Regions from separate parts of the Gossypium hirsutum genome. Here region 2 is linked to region 1. A link is a contact called in public Hi-C data. All regions are on one chromosome and are shown on one strand. The core of a region is the stretch at or near the end of the contact, and the rest is flanking DNA. Distances in the headings are between cores, read along the strand shown. Region 1 holds the start of LOC107935731. Region 2 holds the start of LOC107936783.

Region 1 (3,023 bases), core at 456-2,955:
TTTAAAAAAAAATTGAGGGCTTTTCACATGCTTATGCTTAAGCCTATATTATTTAATGTTAAATATAATCTTTCACATTATAAATATAGGGTCTGTTTGATTGCCAGTAAAATATTTTCTGTAAAATGATTTCTGGAAAATGTTTTACTTTTCTGTAAAATGATTTACTGGAAAATATTTTCTGGTGTTTGATTGAATCTGTGTAAAATATTTTCTGCTGCTTGGCAGATTTTTTGAAAATATTTTTCGGAAAAGTTGTTTTTACATATATTAATATATATTAATAAATTTTAATATTTTAAATTATTTTACTTATATTGCAATGATTTATTTATAATAATACTCAATTATTAAGCTACAATATTAATCGTTATAAATTGAAAAAAACTAATATCAAATAAATTATTTGTAATTGTGTTAAAAAAACAAGTATTGAATAATTAAAAAAAACAAATTACTGAAAAATCGATAAACAGAAGCAGTTTTCTACCGGAAATGAAGGAAGGAATGAAAGAGGCGATAGAGAGGAGAGTACGGAAAATGTCTTACGGAAATTAAAAGGAAAATGTCTTACGGAAATTGAAAGAGTAAAACATTTTTCCTAAAATGTAACCCATTTTCCCTTGTTTTGGAGTTCATTTTCCAAATGGAAAATGTTTTCCGCCAATCAAACACTGAAAAAGTTGGAAATGATTTTCCGGAAAATCAATTCCGTCAATCAAACATACCCATAATTTAACATCCTTAATAATAATATTTTAAGGTGAAAAAACCTATGTAGCCCCTTTCAATTTTAATATTGAACAAATAGGTCCTTCTCAAAAATTTAGAGCAATTTAATTCTTGTCAATTTCAAAAATGAGCAACTAAGGATAATTAATCACATCATTAATATTTTTGTCATTTGTACACATTTTTATTCGTATTGTAGTAGGCCAAATTTACCCGGCCCATTACAACACAAAAACAACAAAAATAACAAAAAATCAAAGCCCAATAAATATTATTAGCAGTCCAAAATTACTACGATAGCCCAACTACAAGAACAGGCCCAATAAGCCCATCTCCTTAACAGGTTTCAGAAACCCTAAGTCATCCCCATTCCTTGCGCCGCAGCAACCCCTGGCCTCCGTACCCCAGCGCATCGCTCCGTACACTCCTCCTGGCGCCACGCCCGCACCCCGTACGCCAGCACACACTCCCGTACCTGCACACCGAACACAAAGAGACAACAGACGCAAGAAAATAGAAAAAATAATTTGTATATTTTTATTTCTCCTCTCGGCTATAAAGTCGGATATTATTTTCAATTGTAACTCTCTTCGGATACAGATACGCAAAAAAAAGGCAATATATGCAGATATACAATACAAAATTTAGCAAAAAAAGGTGATTTTGGGCGCTCATACATTCTTTCTCTCAATTTTATTTCATCTTTCTTGGCTTTGCATGTGTTTTCTGAGTAGAACGAAGTCAAAACGAAAACTTACCTTCGTGTAAAAGCCACCGAAATCCCTCGTCTTCGCCGGCATCGAAGTTTGAGGAGGTTTCGAGGCTGAAATTAACAGACCATGGTGCTAGGATTGAAATGAGAAGGCAAAGGGACACCCTCGGATCGCCATTCATCATTTGTGAGAAGGAAATGGTGGCTGAGAGGCGCAAGAACCTTAGGGTTCTTTTCTTTATTTGCTTTGGCCGAATGTTTGGCTTTAAGGCCCCTTTTAAACAACCCAAAACGGCACCGTCTGGAACATTGGGGGTCCGCGCGTCAACCCAATTGGCAACCCGGATCCGCGCCTTCTCATTCGAAATGGGAAATTTTCGCTCTGGGTCCTCCGCGTTCGCGCGAGCCTTCAATCGCGCCTTATGCGCCTTGTTTTTTTTATTTGGACTTGCGATTTATGTCTTGTTGCAATTTGATCCACGCTTAAGCACTGCGTTTCGGGGGATGGATTATTTCCATCTTGGGTCCCTACGCATTTGCGCTTATAACATATCCGTCCTGTTATAGTTACTGCTTTATTTTCAAATTACATCTCTCGTTTTAAAATTTTTTTAAATTAAGTCTATTCTCTTTGTTATTTCACTTCATGGCTTATTATCATTTCTTAGACGCATCCAATATTTTTTATTATAAGTTTTAATGGTTCGATTTCATTTTTCTAAATCATCTTTGTAATGTTTTTTATACACTATTTATATATATATTTTACATCAAAATTATTTTTTTTCTTTCATATATATATATATATATTGTTAACCTATATTATTTTATACATATGAATTTATTCTTATATTTTGTTATGCAATCCTATGTAAATTATTATCGTACATATATACATGTCTATATATATATATTACCAAATCCATGTATTATATACATCTAGCCCTCCTTATATAAGTATGTTTAAGTCTATTATGTATATAATCTATAATAGAATTAATATAGTCCTATACAAGTCATTATTTCCATTTCATTTTACGTGTATTTGCTTTAAATATATATATACATATGCTATTTACTTTAATAGATTTTATTCAAAACACTTCTTGCTTTATGATTTATCAAGTATTTTCTTTATGTGTGTATGAAATAATTTTAGTAACCTCATTCTTGTGATTTTAAAATTATTATTTTTGAATATTTCCTCACATTATATTACTTTGTGTTTATATAGTCTCTTATTTAAATGTTTGATATAGAGGTACGTATATGCTTTTTAGACTAACTTAAAGTTTTTTATATATTGTTATTAATCTAATGATTATTTTCAAAGCTATCTATATGTACATATGTTTTATGAATATATTTTGTGTATCATGTTTTGCCATATATCTTCGTTATCCTCTTGTATTATATACTATTTAAATTTTCATGTACTTTATCAACTCCTAAATGTATTTGTGTTTAAAATATTTTACGTACAATTTAATTCAAACTTTCATTTTCTAATATCTATTTCAAAGTTATATATGTATATTCCTAGTTTTTATTCAAAATTTGTCAACTTACATAGCATGAG
Region 2 (3,299 bases), core at 428-2,927, 240 kb before region 1:
GCTTATCTTATCTAAGAAACAATAACTCTATGTTGGTTAAGATCAATGATAAGAAATGTGTATACCAAGACTGCATCAAGGTCCCTTTCTTGTTCCTGGAAAATCAATTTAGAAAGTTAAATTGGAGATTTAGATCATGAAAGCAAACTTAGTAATTAGATTTGTAATCATTAGTGTACCTTTAATCGTCGAGCCCTTAAAGTATCTAACTCCTGAATTACTATACCCAATTCCCCATTCATATCATTTTCTGTTAAAACACGATCCTTGGATTTGGCCTTGATGTCCTGCATCTTTTGGAGAATTATTTGAAGATCAGGACGGATTGGCCACTCATTTCTGATTTGATTGAAGGAGGCAGGAATTTGTAACGAGACAGGAAAGGCTTTCAGTTTCAGTTTCACCCATTACAGTAATTCCAAATCTGTCCTTTTGTCCTTCATTACACCAAATATATACACACAAAAAAGTGTTAAAGAAACAACAAGTATTAAAGAAACTAGTGTCAGATTTTCAAACTGTACAGTTATCACACCTTGTCCTTCATTTTACCAAATATACACAAAACAAGTATTAAGAAACAAAATATTCTGTGTTACATTGGAGACATAGGTTCTCACGGTTTTTTCATTTTTCTGTCATTTGTAGGCTTTTTATTTTCATTTTTTTCTCTTTTGTAGGTGAAGACTGTCCTCAGTATTGTCCATAGAGAAAAGGTATCTTATAGAGTAAGGATAAACCGTGCTTTATAAAGCAAGATCCAATCATAGCAAGTCAGTTGATGAGGGATCTTTTTACTTTAAACATATATGTATAATAAATAGCAATAATGCAAATTGAATATGAATTACTAAATTCAATTAAGAGACTTACGGCCATTTTCTGTCTGTGAATTCTGTCCATGAGAATTTTCATCCGTTTCCTCACAGATCTGGAATCACTACACACTTCCGGAAACTGATGCTCTACTTTCATTTCTGATTCTGGTTGTTGCTGGGAAGTTGATGATTCACTAATATAAAAGTTTTCCTGGTACCAGTTCTTTTCAACGTTGTCTCTCTCTAATGACGTATCACTTTGTAGCTGTTGAAGGTCCATGTCAGTAACATCCGTACTGTTGCCTCTGCCAAACATCTTGCACAGATCTGAGAATTTTAAATAAAATCAGATAAAATAATTGAACAAAATACATCATATTTTTCCCAATTCCGAACAAGGCACCCAAATGTTCATAGATTGGGGGATCTCTCTTTCACGTATGCTCATAGATTCCTCGGCCAAATCTGGAGCCACTTAATTTTGAGATTTTGGTGTTTATTTTCTAAGGTTTTACTGTTTGAAGTTTTATAGACAGGAAAGTAAATTTAGCAAATCAAAGCAAAATCAAAGCAAGACATGGTAATGAATTGATAAATTCAGTCGTGAACCCAGAGTCCAAATAACAGTTGAAAAAAAATTCAGCGGTGCTTACCGGTTTGATGTGTGTACAGCGGGGAAGAGAGGAGAAGGGGCAACTACCAAAGAGTAAAGCAGATGAAACCAAGAAAGTCGCCAGTAAGAACTTAATTAAAAAGGGGAATGGACAAGTGCCATTAAAGAAAGCTCACGATTCCAAGTTATTCTACGTAATTTGGAGCGACAGAGAAGATCGAGATTGCAAAGTCGTAATATAAAAATAAAAAATAGGAGTTGCCACCAATCTTTTTATTTTTATTTTAGTGTGATCAGATTACTTCGTAATTTAATCATTTTAAATAAAAAATTAAGTTTATTAAAACGATAATTTTTGATCTACAAAGTCCAGAAAACGGATTCGAGGGTCGGTTACGCACGAGAAGAGATTAGCACCCTCGATACGCCCAAAATTAATAACTAGTTGATTAATTAATGCCTTAGTATCGAGAATTGAGAATTTAAAAAGATTTTTTTAAAAAAATACAATCCTTTGTTAAAATATAATTTAATTGAAATTTTTTTAATAAAATGACATATTTCACATTAATCGAGAAAACAAATTACGTCTCGTAAATCACAATGTCTTAAATCCTCAAAATGAGAATAAACCCCGAAAATTTTATTTATTTTGAAAGAAATTTGACTATCTCAGTTTTAGAAAGAAATCATATTTCGTAAGTTAGAACACGATCTTTTCCTAATTCCCGAGAATATTAAAAAATTTTAAAACCTTCATTTGGTTCGAATTTATCTAGAAAATCAAAACCCCATAAATTAGGGAACGACTTTTCGAATCTCGAAATACGAAAAATTACTTATTTAAAAAAAAGTCAAAGTATCGAGTAAAATGTACTACGATTTTGTCAGTAAAATATGAAGATAAATTGCGGTGCAATAAGCGTAATAAAATAATAATAACGAAAATGATAATATAAATACAATAATAATAACGAATAACATAAACTTGCAGGTGTATAAAGACATAAATGAATAAATAAATATATAATAAGATAATAATAATGAGAACAAAAAAAATGAAATAAATAAATAAAATAATAAAGAAAATTCTAAAAATTTAATTTAAATTGAGAATAAGCAAATAAACATATGAATAAACAAACATTGAATGAAATGATTTTAAAAATAATAATGATAATAAAATAATAGTAATAAAAATAATAATAATACTATAATGATAATAATAACAATAATAATAATAGAAATAGTAATAATAATGGTAATAGTAATAAAAATAATAATAATAGTAATAATAATAATGAATATAGTAAAATAATAATAATAATAATAATGGTAGTAATAATAATGATAATAAATAATAATAATGATAATAAATAATAATAGTAAAAATAATAATAATAAAATTAATTAATTTAATAAAAAAGCCGAAATAACAAAAAAAACTTAATTGAACTTAAAACAAAAGTTTGGGACAAATCTGGAAATAAATAAAAAAGAAAAGGATCTAATCGAGTGCGCGAATAACAAGGAGGGACTAAAGGAGAAAATATTCCCACCCTCCAAAATGCAGCACTTTACACGAAGCTAAAATAAAATCAAAGCAAAATTCCAGGAAAAAATTAGAAATAAAAGAAACTTAATTGCAAAACCATAAAAAATCACAATGGCTAAAAGTGCAATTAGCCCTTCTACTTAAAAACACGAGGATCCTGAGGCGGGTCGGGTCGGACAAGGGCAAAACGACGTCACTTTAAGGCTTATGAGCTTAGGTCAAAACGACGTCGTTTTAATTTACTATTTAAGTCACATTTTTTTTAAAAAAAAAATCATTCTATCTTTGTTTTTTTTTTTTAAACTTAAAAAAA

What was found. Hi-C and Micro-C count contacts between places; a contact is called where the count stands out from the background.
Region 2: a contact with region 1 is called in a Hi-C map of leaf, with 1.8 times the contacts expected there. The contact joins the promoter of LOC107936783 here to the promoter of LOC107935731 in region 1. A contact is called at or near these places in 2 of 34 Hi-C or Micro-C datasets (both in leaf).

What each region holds. Positions count from the first base shown.
Region 1 is chrA11:123,035,738-123,038,760 of Gossypium_hirsutum_v2.1, reverse strand. It overlaps LOC107935731, which reads right to left and starts at 1,705. Exons shown (of 2, transcript XM_016868346.2): 1 at 1,491-1,705; 2 at 868-1,207. The coding sequence starts at 1,629. The coding sequence ends at 1,038.
Region 2 is chrA11:123,275,889-123,279,187 of Gossypium_hirsutum_v2.1, reverse strand. It overlaps LOC107936783, which reads right to left and starts at 1,677. Exons shown (of 4, transcript XM_041080301.1): 1 at 1,472-1,677; 2 at 874-1,145; 3 at 1-437. LOC121209515 (a long non-coding RNA gene) reads left to right here and starts at 2,956. Exons shown (of 2, transcript XR_005904640.1): 1 at 2,956-3,299.